3 separate regions of the Oryctolagus cuniculus genome follow, and all the other regions are linked to region 1. A link is a contact called in public Micro-C data. All regions are on one chromosome and are shown on one strand. Each heading gives the region's core, a stretch centred on a gene start, on an enhancer-like site or on the middle of the called end of the contact. The rest is flanking DNA. Distances are from core to core; before and after follow the strand shown. Region 1 has its middle 300 kb from the start of UBE2V2. Region 2 has its middle 150 kb from the start of UBE2V2. Region 3 has its middle 230 kb from the start of CLXN.

What was found. A called contact is a pair of places that touch in the nucleus more often than the background predicts.
Region 2: a contact with region 1 is called in a Micro-C map of ear pinna, with 6 times the contacts expected there. The contact joins two enhancer-like sites. A contact is called at or near these places in 4 of 6 Hi-C or Micro-C datasets (ear pinna, psoas muscle, skin fibroblasts and 1 more).
Region 3: a contact with region 1 is called in a Micro-C map of ear pinna, with 4 times the contacts expected there. The contact joins two enhancer-like sites. A contact is called at or near these places in 2 of 6 Hi-C or Micro-C datasets (ear pinna and psoas muscle).

The regions. Positions count from the first base shown.
Region 1 is chr6:72,503,714-72,506,606 of mOryCun1.1, forward strand. No RefSeq gene overlaps it. Among named protein-coding and RNA genes, the nearest start is that of UBE2V2, 300 kb to the left of the region's middle. Within about 2 kb of position 1,473, at least 4 of the 8 cell types and tissues checked have an H3K27ac peak or open chromatin away from gene starts, as enhancers often do. A contact at or near this core is called in ear pinna, where this site is marked.
Region 2 is chr6:72,354,692-72,357,525 of mOryCun1.1, forward strand. No RefSeq gene overlaps it. Among named protein-coding and RNA genes, the nearest start is that of UBE2V2, 150 kb to the left of the region's middle. Within about 2 kb of position 1,575, at least 1 of the 8 cell types and tissues checked has an H3K27ac peak or open chromatin away from gene starts, as enhancers often do. A contact at or near this core is called in ear pinna, where this site is marked.
Region 3 is chr6:72,695,350-72,698,348 of mOryCun1.1, forward strand. No RefSeq gene overlaps it. Among named protein-coding and RNA genes, the nearest start is that of CLXN, 230 kb to the right of the region's middle. Within about 2 kb of position 1,397, at least 1 of the 8 cell types and tissues checked has an H3K27ac peak or open chromatin away from gene starts, as enhancers often do. A contact at or near this core is called in ear pinna, where this site is marked.

The DNA.
Region 1 (2,893 bases), core at 223-2,722:
CAAGGGGAATGCCAGGGAAACAGCTCTCTGTGAGTCAGCCCCAGGCCTGTCTGGGGGAGCGCAGGCTTTCTTGTTCCTGGAGGCTGTGGTTTTCCCTGCATTCAGTTTCTTTCCCTGTCTCAAAGCAGCTGCATCATTAAACTCACCTGGCGCCCGAACAGAAGGATAAATCTTTGCTGAGATTAATGATAATGCACTTAAATTTACATAACACGTCAAGGCCAGAAGGATCCCAAAGCATGGTGTCAACCTCCTAGGAGGGCTGAGACACAGCAGGCTTCTTGGAGGCCTCCCAGAGCTGGGCAGGTGGATCAGGAAGGCGGGTCGGCTTGGGCTTGCTAATCCTGGTGGCTACAGCAACGTTGACTTCACGCTGGAGGGTCAAGCACAAACTACTCCACAGTGTTTTGGATAGTGGTGAAGGTTTTGTAACGCTCCAGCTCAGCACTTGGAACAAAGTGCTTTCCTTCCACGTTGCACGTAAGGGTTGTAAGCCGGTGATGTTGAGGCCCCTGCGCCCCCCAGCAGGTGTGCTCGGGGTGGACCGCAGCCAGCACAGGTGTTCTCTGGATCCCTGATGAGCTGCTGCACAGCCACAGGCAGCAGGGTTGCTGGAGAGATGGAGAGGACCATGCCTAAGACCCTCTGTTGCTGCTCCGCTTCAGGCACACGGCCTTTTGCTGTTCCCCCAAATCACTGAGCTCCTCCTCCCAGGGAATGCCACTAGAATTGTTTTTGCCCCAGCGCTGACTCCTGCAGATCATGCTGGTCTCACTGGCCTGAGTTAGTGTGGGAGGGTGGATGTCCCTGACCTTAGCTGCATTCATTTTCATCAAAGCATGTGCCTAGCTGAAATCCTATTTGTAGGCATGTATCGTTTATTGCATCTCACGTGAGCTGCATGTGTGGGGGGCTGTGGCTTTGTTTCCTGCCGTGTCCTTGGTGCCCAGGAAGTGCTCAAGGTCATGCTGTGGATGAGGGATTGTGCGTAAGATGCTTGCAGCCCTTATCTGTTTCTCCCCTAGGCTGGAGACCTGGGTGCAGTTTGGGAGGTTCCTCATGCTGGCATTTTGGGGATAGCATCCAGAGTGCGTCCAGACGGCACGTGGTTGAGGGGCTTATGTCCAGTTGATCTTGTGCTTGAGATTGAAGCTTTCCTTTTCTTTTTCCTGCTCAGTAGGGGCTTTCAAGTGTGCTGGGCCGGCATTGTGGCACAATGCGTTAAACCACCGCTTGGCGGTGCTGGTGTCCCCTATCGGAGCACTGGTCCTAGCTGCTCTGCTTCTGATCCAGCTCTTGCTAATGTGCCTGGGAAAGTGGAGGATGACTCAGCTGCTTGGGGCCCTGCTACCCCTGTGGGAGACCTGGGTAGAGCTCCGGGCTCCTTGCTGCGACCTGCATCAGCCCTAGTGATTGTGGCCATTAGGGGAGTGAATCAGTGGATTGAGTTTCTCTTTGTCTCTCCTCTCTCTGCCTTTCAAACAAATAAAATAAATCTCAAGAAAAAGGAAAGTGAAGAGTCAGCTGGACCGGGGAACTGTATGGGTTGACAATCTTTGGTACCTGCTACCCCACAGGGAGGCAGAAGGGCATCTATGCTGGACAGTGTCCATCCCTGCCTCCAGGAACTCAGGACACGCAAGCTGAGGATGCGGTCTAACCGGTGCAGGGCAGGTGGAGGGTCTCGGGGGAGACAGCGAGAAGAGCTGGTGGAGTCAGAGCCTGTTGGCCTGGAGAGGAGAGGAGCCGTCAGTGCCTGCAGTGAGAGCCTGCCGAGAGCTCCACGCCCTGCGCGGGGCGATGAGCTCACTGGCTACGCAGGACCAGACCGGGCCAGAACTCATAAGGAGACCTCCCAGGAAAACCAGGGGCCTGCCGGGATTGATGCTGGTGACTCATTCTGCAGCAAGTCTTTCGTCTGAGTCATCTCTGAATCAGTGTTCCAGGACAGCCGTGTGTGTGTGTGTGTGTGTGTGTGTGCGTGCGCGTGCATGCGTGCACGTGGAGTCAGCCTCTGTGAATAGCTCTGTCTTCAGTATAGGAGAGCCCTGGGTCCCTCATATCCCTGGGGACTCAGGCAGGTGCCATCTTCTGGGGTCCGAGCTGTGACCCTTCCCTGAGGTGCCCTCTGGAGCTCCCTCCCATATGCCAAGATGCTGCTGCCCTTGTGACATCCTGGGGAAGTGCACAGGCAGATGTTTCTCAGCTCTGGGAGGCCCTTCAGAGCTCAGTGGCCAAGGGCCCCGGGCTGCTGCCCATTCTTGTATAAAAGCACCTCTTAGCAAACCAAAGGAGCCAGGTCCCCCAGGACAGGGCAGGTCCAGGCTGGCAGCTGTCCACAGAAGGAGAACACACTGGGCCAGGGCTCCCCAGCTCACCTGGGGAGGGCAGGCAGAGGGAAGCACCCAGCTGAGGTCACTGTGTGACTGCCGCCCTGAAGCACCCCTTTATGTCCTGTACTAGTTTTGTCCTGCCAGTCCCGGATCTGAGCTGGGCACACTGTTCGAGCACATCCTGTCTGTCTTAATTATTTTGGGCAAAGTGATGATGGTTCCCGTAGGAGAGCACTCCGTGCCTTCTAATCAAGAGGCTCTCTGCTCTGGGCATAGCTGCTATGCCTTTCATCCTGCCCTGCTGAGTGGCTCCCGGGGTGGGCTGGGTGTGTGTGTGTGTTTACAGGGCTTGCCTGGCAGTGCGTGGCCCCACAGCCTGCTCACCAGGCCTTTCTCAGCATCAGGTGCCTGGCTGGGAGCGGGGAGGGGCCATCCGAGACCCATGGGATGGAGACTTTTGTCTCTTCTCTCAGATCCCCTCAGGGAGGCTTCCGAATGGAAAGCTCTGCTCCTGGCTTCAGTGAGACAGATTTCCCCGAGTTATTTTTGTCTCCTTTTTT
Region 2 (2,834 bases), core at 325-2,824, 150 kb before region 1:
TATTCTGTTTTTTTTTTTAAAGTAATTTATTAATTATACTGAACAAAAAATTGGGTTCTGGGGCTTTTCTGATCAACTTAAATAAGTAAAGCTTTATTTATTTATTTATTTGAAAGGTAGAGTTACAGAGAGAGGGAGAGACAGATCTTCCATTTGCTGGCTTATTCTCCAAATGGTCACAACAGCCAGGGCTTGGCCAAGCCAAAGCCAGGAGCCAGGAGCTTCATCTGGGTCTCCCACGTGGTTTGCAGGGGCCCAAGCACTTGGGTCACCCTCTGCCATCTTCCAGCTACATTAGCAGGAATAAGAAGTGGAGCAGCCAGGACATGAACTGGTGCCCGTATGGGATGCTGTCACTGCAGGCTGTGGTTTAACCTGCTATGCTATAGCGCCGGCCCCCATAATATTTCTTTTTTTTTTAACTTTTATTTAATGAATATAAATTTCCAAAGTACGACTTATGGATTACAATGGCTTCCCCCCCATACCGTCCCTCCCACCCGCAACCCTCCCCTTTCCCACTCCCTCTCCCCTTCCATTCACATCAAGATTCATTTTCGATTATCTTAATATACAGAAGATCAGCTTAGTATACATTAAGTAAGGATTTCAACAGTTTGCTCCCACACAGAAACATAAAGTGAAAAATAATAGATGATTTTTTTTATGATGATGAAATCAGATCAGACCTATTGTCGTGTTTAATCCCAGTGAGAGTCAAGTTCGGCCCCCATAATATATGTTTTCAGTGAGCTTTTTAAAGACCCCCTCGTGTGTCAATTACTTTTTTTAAATTTTTGAACAATGCTTATAGAAACTCTGGCATCTATATTCTGGCTAACATTTATTTCTATTTTTTACTCATCGTGTCAAACCCAGGCTTTTTCTGGTTCTGTTTAGGTTAAAACTCACTTTGTCACCATGGCCACTGTCCCAGGCCCAAGCCTAGGCAGACAGAAGTCTCCCTCTGAGACTCCCATGTGGTTACAACATGGCAAGGATCAGAAGTTTTTCAACTATACAGGAGGTAGCTATGTTGCATATTGTTTACCCCTTTCATTTCTAAAGAGGATGGAGGTTCTATGTCCCATTTTTAAGGGGAGGCTGGGAGATGTCGCGCTGGGGCTGCAGTGAGCCCTGGCATCCTCTAGGTGTCGCGTTCTAGCTCCGACGCCCTAGCTCCTACGTGGGAGGCGCGGTTTTCCTTTTGCTCCAAAGTAAACAGCTGCACAGCTCAAGGAGAGCTTAATTTTTGAGAAGAAAAGAAGGGTCTTGGATATGATAACACAAAAACACCGTGGAAAGCCTGTCCCCTTGCTCATGAACTGCAGAGACGTTGCTATATGGTTTGATAGGTTCCACAAGACCTCGGAATGTTTGTCTTGGCATTCCCGGGCCCCTTCCATTTGGAAACACTTAGGAATGTGAACAGGTTGGTGAAATGCTTTCTTTTCTCTTGTGGTCGACCCGCAGGGCATCCGCCTGCCTCTTTGCCTTGGGATGCCCTTTTCCACCTCCTCCCTTGCCCCGTTCAGCTTCGAACCCTCACCTCCTCTTCCTTGTGGTGGCCTGCTGGCCTGCCCCGTCCCTGACCTGGAATTTGACCGCTCAGCCGTGTGTCCTTGCGGCCGGGTGGCAGCACTCAATTCCTGCTGCTCCATCCCTGTCCCAACTCAGCGGGTGCCTTATTGGGGTGCATTTAGTTTAGAATGGTTGGTTGAGGCTTTGACCCTGGCTGGCAGCTGACTGCTCCAGCAGCCACCTCCTGATCTGAGGTTGGGAGGCGAGGGGAGGGCTCAGGCATGGTCAGGTTCTGGTGAGGGCGGGCTTCTGGATTGCAGACTGTTGTGTTGTCATTGTACTTCAATGGTGGGGAGGACTGGGGTCAGGGGAGATCAGTTTTCCATATGCTGGTTCACTCCCCAGATGGCTGAAACAGGCCAGGGCTGGACCAGGCTGAAGCCAGAGCCAGGAACTCTATCCAGGACTCTCATATCAGTGGCAGGGGCCCATACGCTTGGGTCATCTTCCATTGCCTTCACAAGTGCATTATCAGGGAACTGGATCAGAGTGGAGCATCCTGGACCTGAACTTGTGCTCTGATATGGCTTGTTGTTATCATCGCAAGCAGAGCTCCACCCACTGTGCCACAATGCCAGCCCTGAGAGATACTCTTATAAGGGTCAGTTCTATTCATGAGAGCTCTATCCTCATGACCTCATCGCCTCCCAAGGCCCCACCTCTGCATAACATCACACTGAGGGTTAGGATTTCAACATGTGAATTTTGTTGGGGCATAAACATGCAGCTCACAACCACAGCCATAGCCAGACTTTGTTTTCAGAAAGCAATCATACAATCTCCTGAGTTGTTAGGCCTTCTTTCCTTCCCCTGCAAAGTCCTGAGAATGGCTTTAGATGGCTGATGGGAAGTTAAGTGATCCTAGTATGTAAGGAGGATAGGTCAGTTGACCTGCTTTTATTCATACCAACAGCATTTTTTTTAAAGATTTATTTTTTTATTTGAAAGAGTTACAGAGAGGCAGAGGCAGAGATAGAGAGAGAGAGAAGTCTTCCATCTCTTGGTTCACTGCCCAAATGGCTGCAATGGCCAGAGCTGAGCTGATCTGAAGCTAGGAGCCTGGCACTTTTTTCCAGCCTCCCATGTGGGTGCAGGAGCCCAAGCGCTTGGGCCATCCTCTACTGCTTTCCCAGGCACATTAACAATGAACTGGATCAGAAGTGGAGCAGCCTGGACTCGAACTGGCGTCCACATGGCTTTACCTGCTATGGCCACAGCGCTGGCCCCACCAACAGCATGTTTTATATCAAGCT
Region 3 (2,999 bases), core at 147-2,646, 190 kb after region 1:
CCCCCCACCCCTTCCACTCTTTACAAGGCTGCCACCCCTTCAAGACCCTGATTAAGCTTTTACAAGTAGATGTATTTGCATCTGCAGCTACAGGAAAGAAGGTGACTCTGTGCAGGTAAGCCTGGGTGTCTCCATCCAGGCTCCGATTTCTCAGCCCAAGAGCCTTTCCTGGGACTCCTTCAAATACAAATGCCATTTTCCATTAAAATCACACTGATTAAAAAGGGTCATACAGGTGGAGAAGAGCCTCAGCTTCACGGCTTGACCAGTGTCCGAAAATGAAGTTGGTCGAAGTCCCCAGGAAATTTGGCTATTGCCAATTCCTGGCAATCCACTGGGCCCCTCACCTGTGCCGGGCACCATACACTTGGCACGAAGCCATCCATGCACGGGGCCCCTGTGGGCTCGGTCTCCCATCTTGCCACTTGCTCCTGTAACTCTGGGCACCCCTGATCAGGTTAAAAGTGATACTTGTGCAGCTGGTTCAGTTCCAGTATCTTTCACTATTTCCTTTGTTTTATGAGTACAAACAGAAGGAGACCTTGGGCTGCTGACAGCCTGTGCTAGCCAGACGTGAATTTCCCTGATGTAGGTGTGGGAGTGGTCTAAGAGTTAGGCAGGTGCAATACAAAACTCTGTCAGGGGAGGGAGTGGGGCTGGTAACAAGTTGGCACCGCTCAAGATGGTACCTTCACAGGAATAAACAGCAGGAGGAAACCACGACCCTGACCACAATGGGCTGGACCGCAGACCACAGACCAAGAATAGACGGGCGGCCACTTCCTGAAGGCAGTGGCTTTGTTCGCCAAAGAACTGGGACAGCAGAAGTGCAGGATTCACCTGGGCTTTTGCTTGTGCCGGATGCTGAGGATCTGGCGGCTCAGATTTCTCCGAGGGAGCAGCGATTCAGACTCAGCAGAGAAGACGGGCAGCCCTGTATCCTGACCACACTGCACAGAAGGGAACAGCCAGAAGAATTCTACAGAAACCTCAATTTATTTTCTCTTTGTCATGAAAACATGTCTTCTGTGTATGGCCTTCTAATGGTAAATTAGTCTGTAGAATACACTGATGCAATCCCCATTAGCATGTGCATTAGCAGGGTGCTCTGCCCGCTCTTGACAAGAGCCTCGCTAGGCAGGCGTTGAGGCAGCATGAAAGCATTCCTTATCTATTATCACCTAGGCACTAATTTAAGTGTCTCTGTGCAATTAGATTTGGCTTGAAACAGGATTCATTTCTCAGCAGGGTTACTCAATGAATTACTTTATTGTCTCTTTGTTCCCTCAGTGGGGTCCCGTCACATAAGCACAGAGGGGACACTGGTGCTTCTGGGCAAACCCCAGAACTGAAGGTGAACAAATGACTGATGGTCACCTCTGGGCCTTGGTTACCAGGGCTGGCTTCCTTCCCACTGTTTGGCAGAGGAGTCAGGAAGAAGAATCTGAAGTTAGTTGGTTTAAAAAAAAAAAAGACAACCCCAAACCTCTGGGCTATGGAAATTCATGCTCACTGGAGAACACTTTCTTCCACTCTGAAATGCTCATCACTCCGTTAGGCTCCTGGGCTTCATCCGACATTTCCCGCTCTGGTAAGAGAGCTTGAGCACCACGCATTCTTTGTAAATTGGAGAAGGCATTGTTAAGAATATAACTGTGGCTCTGTGGCTTGCAAACACCTGCTCACCCTCCCACATGATGCATGCATGTACAAGTACATTTTTTCAACAAGTACAGGTCTCTTTCCCAGTTGCTTTAACAGGTAAAAACTGGCAGAGTTTCCTGGCAGAACGTGCACTCTAATTGTCCTTCTAGCTGATACCTGTTCGGAGTTGCTTCCAGTGGATTTATTATAAAGCCCTGCTATGATCATCCAACTGTGAAGCACTCCAGTGGGCTTGCTTTGAAAGCCTGGTGGTTGCACAGACCATCTAGAATGAATCAGAGAATTCCAGACAAAGCCTGAGGAAGCCCCGCGTGGCTGCCATGGGCTGTGCAACCACCCTGGGCGGAACAGGTGGATATAAAGGTGACGCTTAGTCCCAGGAGACAGTGCCTCGGGAGCTGCAAGTCAGAGCATGCTGTGAGGTTTTCAGGAGTGAGGTGTAAAATTCCTAAGATTTGGGTTCAGTTCAGATAAGCACCCACATGTTTGGGTCTTCAGCAGAAACCTGTCGGAAATGTCTCAAACAGCCAGCTAAAATGCACTGGAAACCTCTCCTGAGGTTTTTGGTACTTCCTGTAAGAGTCGGCTCAAAATAGCCTTTTCATGCCTGAGCCAGAGATGGAAAAGTAATGAAACAGCCTTCTCACTTTCCATTGTTTCGTGTTAAAAGAGTGTGCTTATTGGATGGTTGCAAGGGCTTCACACACAGGTGGGATAAGAGAGAGGTCGGCTTTGGAAGTGTGCAGAGGGAAGCTGAGTTGGCAGTGAGTGGACCCTTATTTCATTTGAACGGTTCACCCGTGTACAGTCCTCACCCCTACTGAGTGGTTATTTTAATTTTGAGTGAGGGAGAAAGAGCATGTAGGGGTTCCAGTTTTTGTGTTGGAGGTCCCAGTCTCCAGGAGTTGATGGGAGGTTATGCAGATCAGCTCATCTGAGCTGTTTCCTGGAGATGGTACCTTGGTGGGGTGGGGTGTGGGTGTTAATTCTGATGCTGGTGACACAGCAAAACTGAGGGACCCAGCTCTTTCCAAACTCATTGCTGTTCTGGGGGTATTGTATAAAACACTGTACTCAGAAGCTAATAATGAAACAGCTGCTTAGAGCAGCAACGAGACTGGATGCCTTTTCTTCCTGGGGAAGAGAGATCCCACATGTTTGGTGTGCCTTGTGCCCTTTGACATGTCACAGAGCAGCCGCTTTCCTGGGGTGGGGGAGGGCCTTGGGAACAGGACTTCCCCTAGGACAGAGCTGCTGAGTCTCCCTAGGCTGGGGGTGAGCTTTCTCTTGGGGAGAATTGTGGTGGTTTGGGTCTTGTGGCTGCGTCCCAAATG